3 separate regions of the Mus musculus genome follow, and all the other regions are linked to region 1. Evidence: chromatin contacts called from public Hi-C and promoter capture Hi-C data. All regions are on one chromosome and are shown on one strand. Each heading gives the region's core, a stretch centred on a gene start, on an enhancer-like site or on the middle of the called end of the contact. The rest is flanking DNA. Distances are from core to core; before and after follow the strand shown. Region 1 holds the start of Igf1 (insulin-like growth factor 1). Region 2 has its middle 60 kb from the start of Washc3. Region 3 holds the start of Pah (phenylalanine hydroxylase).

Region 1 (2,735 bases), core at 97-2,596:
AACTTGAAGTAGGGCCAGTGATCAAAAGGAGAAGGCAGAACATAGACAGCGGCAGGGGCAAACGGCAGCAGCAGCAGCAGCAGCAGCAGCAGCAGCAGCAGCAGCAGCGGCAGGGGCGAGCGACAGAGCCAGAGGCAAGTGACAGAGGCAGCACAGCAGCAGCAGGGGCAAGCAGCAGCCGATTCACCTAAAGAGGCTTTGCCTTGCCGCGCCGCGCGGTGAGTCTAAGAGCAGAGCCTTAAACCAAAATTCAAACCCCAGCTCAGTCACGAAAGTCCCCTTCCAAAGAGAAAAGTTGGACAAGCAGCCGCCAGTAAGCTCCTGCTTTCTGAGCACAGCCTGTATCTGTTTAAAATTTCTGAATATGCAAAGACAGCAAGTTGTCTAAGAGCTTTTACAGAAAAGCAAATTAAACTTCCCCTAACTTTGACTTTCTGGGCAGAAGTGCAAAGAATTCCCGATTCTTGGCTCCAAAAAAAAAGAAAGAAAAAAGCATTTTTTAAAAGCCTTCCTATCATCTAAAATGTAACTTTTAATCTGTGACATGCCTCGTAAATAAAGTCCTGACAAATCACACACATACATAGACACAGACACAAGAACATGCTCTGAAAAAGCCAACGCCTGCACCTGTGAGAGAGAAGCACTCCCGAGTTTATAGTCATCTTTCTCGCCCCGAGCCATAGGCTAGATTTAAAGGAGTCTCTTAAAACGGCAGTGTGGAAGCCCTGTGGAAGCGGAGGCTTTAGCAGAAGTACCTTGCAATAGTTTCTACCCGTACAGATACCTCTGCAAATGCATTCATCCCCCGGAGCTCCTTTTACAGCTCGCACAGAACTGCACATTCAGCAATTTGTAAATAACCCCCAGTTCTGAAACAATGCAAATTCTAAAGCAAATAAAGACTCTAGGCAGAAGAAAACAGTACACAGTTTAAATACAATTCTCCAACGAGTTAAAAAAAAAAAAAGTAAGAGATATTTACCTTCAAGAAGTCACAGAGGCAGATCTTAAATAATTGAGTTGGAAGGCTGCTGATTTTCCCCATCGCTTCTGAAGTACAAAGTCTGGAAATGAATTGGTGGGCAGGGATAATGAGGCGAAAAAGAAATCCAGAGAGATGGGAGATGTTAGAGCAATGTCACATTTCAATTTTGAGGACTTTATTCCATTGCGCAGGCTCTATCTGCTCTGAATTTAGCAGTGACAGTGAGATTTAGCAAGCAGAAGAGGGATTTAGAGAAAATCCTCACATTTATCTACAAAACACAGACACTGTAGACAGGAAACAGCTGGGGGAACATTCGCCTTCTCTCTCTCTCCCTCTTCTGGCAAAGTTATCGAGTAAGGACTTTTTTGGGCACCGTGACAAATAACATCATACCTTCGCTCTTAAAAACTGGAGCACAGAGACTCACCCCCCCCCCCCCTAAAAGAATGTGTGTCTCTGACAGGGTTAGCAGACATTAAATACTGAGGCTGCCATAGAAAAATAGGCTCTGTTCTCTGATTAACTTTCCACAGGGTTTGAAGGTACACTTGTGTGCTAATACACCTCACCAGGATTAGAGGATCTAAGTGGGACACGGGGGCAACTTTATATTTTAGGGCAAATGCAAAATTTGAAGGAAAAAAAAAACAAAAAAAGGAAGAAGAGACTATCTCCAGGAAGCACAATGCTGTTAACCCTGAAATGACCAGGGTAAACTAGATCGAAAGGCAGCTCTCAGGGGAAGGGGAGGTGGAGGGGATAGAGTGACCCTTGTCCTAGTTGCCAGGCAAGGGGAATGATCTCATTTCCTAAAACCTATAGATGGCCAGGCAGCAGTGGGCTGGCTCCTGTCAGGACACTGTGTCATGCTTTGTGCAGAGAATCAGGCTATGCTGAGATCTGGGATGGATTGAAAAATAAAATGATCCTAGTTTTCAACAAAGCTGGATGCCTGTCACCTCCTTGACCCCAAGGAAGCAGTATGGGAGGCACACACTGTTTCCCGTTGGCTGTATTGTTCTCTATAAATGAGTGTGTGTGTGTGTGTGTGAGACACAGTTGTGTGTATGTGTGCATGCATGCATATGTGTGTGTGTGTAAGTGTGTGTGTCTGTCTGTGTCTGTGTCTGAGTGTGTATTCCAAATAATACCAGCTGGCTAGCAATACTCTCTCCAGGGTTATGATGTCATTCAAATCCCTCAACTGGGTAAGTGGCTGGCAGCATGGTTCAAGCCGGCTGCTTCTGCTATTTATAATGTATAAACTCGCCTTTGCCACAGGGAATGGAGTTCTGATCTTCTGTTGATACGGTTTGTACCTATTTCTCAGTGGTCTTTCAGAGGCAGTAGATAAGAAAGTGAATTATGAAAGAAGGTTACAAAAGCCCAGATTAGACGCTGCATGCTTTCCACGGATATCTCTCCAGGTGTGCTTTCCCAGGGGAGATGGAAATGAGCCAGACTTGCCTCAGTCTCTTACTCTCTCGGACTCTCAGGGGGATTTGAAGGTACTGACACATCGGTGGAGACAGAGGCCAGTTGGAAACTCTACACTGCCTCTTTACGCTGCCCCATGGATAGAAACCTGCTTGGGGATGTGGTGATTGTCCTCAAATGAAACCAGTTTGGTTTTGCAAGGGGCTTGGGCTCTTTCCAACCCTCTGTGTGGTCAATACTTCACAGCAGTGTTTACCTTTCAGACAGGAACATTAGAAACCTGGTGTGAGACTGTTCCAGTGGTGGG
Region 2 (2,735 bases), core at 177-2,676, 400 kb before region 1:
GGAGACAAGAGTCTACGAGTGTCTTCAGCTATAGAGGAAGTTGCAGGCCAGCTGAGATACAGGAGAACATCGCCAATATCAAAGACAATATGAGAAAATTAATGTCAGATACTCCTATATTCTTACTGGTGGTATGTTGGAATGCTAGGGTAGATTAAAAATATTGAAGTGAAATTTAAATATTTCTTTTTATTTTAGTATTTGGATAATACTAAATTTTAAATAAGATACATGGCTTATATTTCCATTGTATTGGCAGAACTGCTGAAAGGCAATGTTATTTTCTATTTCCATAATAAAACAGTACCCCTCCCTGCTTTTTCTCACTTTTTTTTTTCCTTGTAGGGAACTTGCTCACGTGAACACGAGGGAGACATTCAAAGACTAATAAACAGGCTAGTTCATTCTTCCCTATTGTCTGGGGTTGTTTATCTGCATTCCAGCATTTCCATGGAGATTAGTGTAGTTGCAAGCTTGCTTTAATGGTCACAATGTTCTGTACGGTTTGCATGTTATAAAAAAAAAAAACGGTGAAACACAAGTCTTAAAAAGGCTCATTACTTTTGGTCATTAAAAAGCAGACGGACAAAGTGGGAGTGCTTGTATTAATAACTTTCACATCAGGCAAGTTGTTGTCTGACATATTCAGATGGACTCACCCTTTCTAAAGAAGTTATTGCTAAATACTGCTCTCCTGCAAAGAGCCTGGAGCCAACATCTGTTAGAACACCAAATAACAATGGCCAAGTCTCAAGAGATGGTGCTTGAAGGATTGGTTTGCTTTCAGGATGGTGAACAGCAGGAAACTGTCAGGAAGGGATTCCTGGATTCAACAGTTAGGCTCCCAAGTTTTTCTCTTCTGAGCTAGAAGAAACGTCCTGGGTTGACCATCAGATTGACTTTTAGCCTAATTTGTTCTAGTTTTATGAACTTTCCAGGTTTATATCAACAAACTCCTGTGAGTCCACAAACTTGGTGTGTGCCAGCACTTCATAGAATGTGACATTGCCTCAAGGATGTGAAACCAAATGGAACTGATTATACATACAATGAAAATAAACTTAGCAAGAGTCTGAGATACCACGTAAAGTATTTTACTTCATTCTGCAAAGCTCTTTGCCTTTAGGAAGTGAGCTTGTTTTTAAATACCAATGGGCTTTGTTTTTTTTGTTTGTTTGTTTTTTGTTTTGTTTTGTTTTTAAAAAAGCAAGGGCTTATCCACTGTCTTTGAAATGTAAGCAAGCAAAAAGAAAAAAAAAATCCAGAAGTTAAGTTATGACTTTGAAATCCAAAAGGGAGAATTACAACCCGAGGCGTGCCTGTCACACAGAGGGTCTGCTGTGCTTCAAAACAGTTGGGAGCACTTTATGTGTACGGATGGGCTGAGAGTACTCAGTAGACAGTGAACCTTTTGGAAGAACATGCAGTTCTTGAATACCTGTCACCAGCGTTATATTGCAGATGAAACGGAAGGGCTCTCACGTTGAGCAGTTCGCACACTGTCTCGGCAGCGATGACGTCACTGTGCGAACAAGCTGTTCCTTCTCACGATGTCCCTTCAAGAGGAGAGACTTAGTTTGACTTTGTCTCTCTCCTTCTCTTTCTTTCTCTCTCTTTTTTCCCCCTTCCATGCTGAATTTTGTAACCTTGTCAACTGCAACCTCTTTGGCCCAATAATTACAGTCAACATTGAAAGCTCTGCTCTCAAATTATAATTATTAGGACAGATAAAAGGAGGGAAAATAAATTAAACTCAGCCCTTTTATGCCAGTGTTATAGATGACATCCACCTGTGCTTTAGAAGTTTTGTGTTCAAGATGTTTTTTCACTTTATCTGTAAATAGAGTTTTTTTTTTTTAGGAGGGTGGGCAAAATGTGTTTGTATATATGTGTCTGTGTACGTATGTGTGCCTTTATGTGTATGTTTGTGTGGATATGTGTGTGTGTGTGTGTGTGTGTGTGTGTGCGTGTCTGTGCAGAGGCCAGAGGTAGCCTTCAGTACTCTCTATTTTTGTTGTTGGTTTATCTTGTTTCTGTTTTTTGTATGTGATAGGGTCTCTCAGTCTCTTATTGACCTGGATCTGGCAAAGTAGCCCAGGTTAGCTGGACAGGGAGCCCCAAGAATCCCGACTCAGAACTGGGATAGCAAGCATGCACCACCATGCTGGGATAGCAAGCATGCACCACCATGCTGGGCTCTGTCGTATGGGAGTTCTGGGTTCTGAATGAAGGACCTTATACTTGCACAGAAAACCCTTCTCTGACTTAGACACCTTTCTGACCCTGAAATAGCCCTTACATTTCTCGTTACTAAATTAATTCTACAGAGTTTGGTGTTATGCCTGTTGGTGCTTTACTGATTTAACTGAGCTGCATATTCCAACAAGCTGAAAATAATTATGAATATTAATAATATTTTTTCAGAAACAATGGTAACTCAATCTCTGGGTGCAACAACTAAAACCTAATCTTGTAAGCCTTATTAAAACCTGATTCCTCCGGTGGCGAATCCGCCATGATACTGGGAAAGTCTAGCAGCTACCTCTTACTCATCTGCTGTCCCCATTCCAAAATGGCTTATATATATATATATATATATATATATAATCAAAGAAACTCTTGGAGTCTATTTCTTTCCTATCAAATTCAACTATCTACGGAGAAAGTCAAAGGGAGACAACCATATATTTATAGAAATATATGCTTCTCCTATATAGACTTGAATACCCTTCTAG
Region 3 (2,735 bases), core at 85-2,584, 340 kb after region 1:
GTTGCTTTCATCTTAATCCTACAATATGGGGGTGGGGTATTCTTTTTTTTTTTTTTGAAGGAAAATGTTCTGCTTCTGATGCTGAGCCTATACCAGGACATGTTTGGACCCTCTTCGAGTGTCCCTGTTTTTGGTAGGAACAATCTGTAGATTCACAAACATCTAAGTGTTTTATAAGCCACTCCCCCTAGCTCCCCACTCCCAGATTTCTGTCTTGAGCTCCCCAGATGGCCAAGGGACTGTGCAGCCTGCAATATAGGAGCTTAAAATAGGGTAGAGCCAGAATCCTTGGGCTGATCTGCCCGACCCTCATATCAACCTTCTTTAACACAAATTTCTCTGACTCCAGGCAACCCTCAACCCCTTAGTCCTGTCCAAGGAAAAGCTAGAAAAGGCATATTACCTCCAGAGACTGAATCTCAGTGTACAAACCATGATTTGCAATCTGGGGAAAGTACAAATATCACAGAAAAGAACATGTTCTGCAAGCCCTCCCTAGGGAGGACAATGGATTCCCTCCACCCCCAGCATAATCCCCAAGGTGCTTCAGGCTCCGGGCTAACTCCTGTTCATTTCCCTCTCTGTTTAATTTCTCCCTCCTTGGTTCTGAGTAAGTCCCCCCCCCCAAATTCTCTTCATGCGACATCACCTCCTGAAAGCCGAAAGAGGACAGTTTCTTACAAGCTTGTCATTTTGATACCCAGAAGAAAGGATTGAATAAGTATCCCTGGAGAGATAGGGACTCCCACCCCAGGTGACTAAGGACCAGCCATTTCCTTTCAGTGTACAGAAGATAAAGCCAATAGGCAGAGGATACCAATGAGCCACCCAAAGACACACAGATGTTGGTAGCAGCTCAGATCCCCAACTTTCTGTATCCTCAACTTGTTAAGACTAGTCTCATCAGTTGACTTCCTGGGCATTTTCCTCGCCTCTAAATAAAGTCATATTTCTTAGTAGCCTTAGGAGACTGGAAATACCAGCATTTCCCAGACTGCTTTCACATGTGGGGAACCAATTCTCTCCTAGCAGTGGAAGCCCAACAGGCTTACCTGCCCAAAGTCTGAGAGTTTTCTGCTCAGGACTCCGTTCTCCAGGACAACAGCTGCCATGCTGGCTCTCAGTAAGTGAGGTGTCTAGCTTAGCAGCAGGGTTAGGAAAAGTTTGCACTCAGGATGCGGGGCTGATGGTTTTAACCTGGCTCTCAGGACAGGAGAGGAGAGGTTTTGAAGGGTGTCTCCCACTGCAGTCTACAAGGTCACTCTCAGTGGGTGTTGCCCTGACGTAGCAGTGGATAGACATGAACAGTCCATACCCAACTCCAGTCCTGGACTGACCCAAGCGGGAGGCTTTGTGGGAGGGGTGGCAGCCACAACATGATTCTTTTGGCAGAGTATCCTGGACAAGAATAGAAGGCAGAGAGCCCAGACTACCTACATCCTGACGCTCAGACAGGCCTGGCAATGCTGAGACATTGGAATACCTGGAGTATGGATTCTCCGCAACCAGAGAAAAACCAGAAATAATCATGATGATGATGGAGGATAGCAATTAAGGATGACTGTTCCCTGCAAGCACAGAAATAGAGGCAGGATTGCAATTTAAACACGCTCCACTCTCAACTCACCTTTTATTCAATGCCAAGCAAGTTAGTCTCCATGACATACTTTTCCTTAGGCAACCACCCAGATGACCCTATGAGGCGAACATGAGCAAAAGCCCGGAGGTATCGGGGCTGAAATCCAGCCAGTTCTCTAGGTACTAGTATGGTGGCTGGGTCTCTGCAAAGAGGACAGAAGGGCCACCTCGCTGAGATATGTTATGTGCATGAATGACACAGACGAGATGATGCTCTGGGTATTCAGTCGGGGCTGTTCTCACCATTTACACTGCATAAATGGAAGCTAATGCTTAAATGTCTGTCTAAAAAAAGAAGGAAGGAAGGAAGGAAGGAAGGAAGGGAGGGAGGGAGGGAGGGAGGGAGGGAGGAAGGAAGGAAGGAAGGAAGGAAGAAAGAAAGAAAGAAAGAAAGAAAGAAAGAAAGAAAGAAAGAAAGAAAGAAAGAAAGAAAGAAAGAAAGAAAGAAAAGAAATGAAACAACAGACTGCCATGGAGCATTTGCTCTGTGTGTGTAGTGGTGGGGTTCTCTGCACTGGGACTACAGCAGAAGCAAGCAACCTCCCCATCAGCACTGCACCATTCTAGTGGTCAGGCAAAATAAGCAAGTTCAGATAGGACTAAGCCTCAGGGGAGGGGCAAATAGAAACAGGAACGAGGAGTGAGCTGAGTACCAGGTACTGGGAAGTGGTCTCAAGTGGACATGAAGGTGGCATGTCAGAACCCCATTTTTCGGAGAAGGAAACTGAAGGCAGATATTCATTGCTAGCAGAGAAATAAAGTATGAAAGTACAGGAAGGTCAATTTCAGAAAGACAGAGAAGTCGGGGGCATCAGGGGACTCAGAGCCTGCTTAATAATTACCCAGGCAAAGTTAATGAACTATGAGGGAGCAGGTCAATAATAGAAGGGACTAGGAGTCCACCCCATCCCCTCCCACAATCCCTTGATCTAATAAACAAGTATCTGCCAAAAGAAAAAAGACAACATTTCAAGTTGGAGACTCAAAGCAAATGGATTGCTTCCTCATTGGATGGACAGCCACTCCTACCAATACCCCAGTGTCTTTGCTTTTAAAATGTGCGTCTAGGGGCATTGCTTAGGATTTCATGAACTTCC

The links. Promoter capture Hi-C pulls out the DNA fragments that hold promoters and counts their contacts. Hi-C and Micro-C count contacts between places; a contact is called where the count stands out from the background.
Region 2: a contact with region 1 is called in a Hi-C map of uterus, with 2.7 times the contacts expected there. The contact joins the enhancer-like site here to the promoter of Igf1 in region 1. A contact is called at or near these places in 13 of 39 promoter capture datasets (the 3T3-L1 cell line, 3T3-L1-derived adipocytes, the C10 cell line and 8 more), 4 of 484 Hi-C or Micro-C datasets (brown adipocytes and uterus), 3 of 115 datasets of contacts at active chromatin or transcription factors (the 230-238 cell line and embryonic basal ganglia) and 3 of 9 other capture datasets (adipose tissue, liver and pancreatic islet).
Region 3: a contact with region 1 is called in a promoter capture Hi-C map of liver, with 2.1 times the contacts expected there. The contact joins the promoter of Pah here to the promoter of Igf1 in region 1.

The regions. Positions count from the first base shown.
Region 1 is chr10:87,857,663-87,860,397 of GRCm38.p6, reverse strand. It overlaps Igf1 (insulin-like growth factor 1), which reads right to left and starts at 1,346. Exons shown (of 4, transcript NM_001111275.2): 1 at 986-1,346. The coding sequence starts at 1,048. The region is part of intron 1 of Igf1os (a long non-coding RNA gene); the gene reads left to right.
Region 2 is chr10:88,259,257-88,261,991 of GRCm38.p6, reverse strand. It overlaps a transcript of Washc3 not described here. Among named protein-coding and RNA genes, the nearest start is that of Washc3, 60 kb to the right of the region's middle. Within about 2 kb of position 1,426, at least 6 of the 459 cell types and tissues checked have an H3K27ac peak or open chromatin away from gene starts, as enhancers often do. A contact at or near this core is called in uterus, where this site is marked.
Region 3 is chr10:87,520,394-87,523,128 of GRCm38.p6, reverse strand. It overlaps Pah (phenylalanine hydroxylase), which reads right to left and starts at 1,334. Exons shown (of 13, transcript NM_008777.3): 1 at 1,053-1,334. The coding sequence starts at 1,112.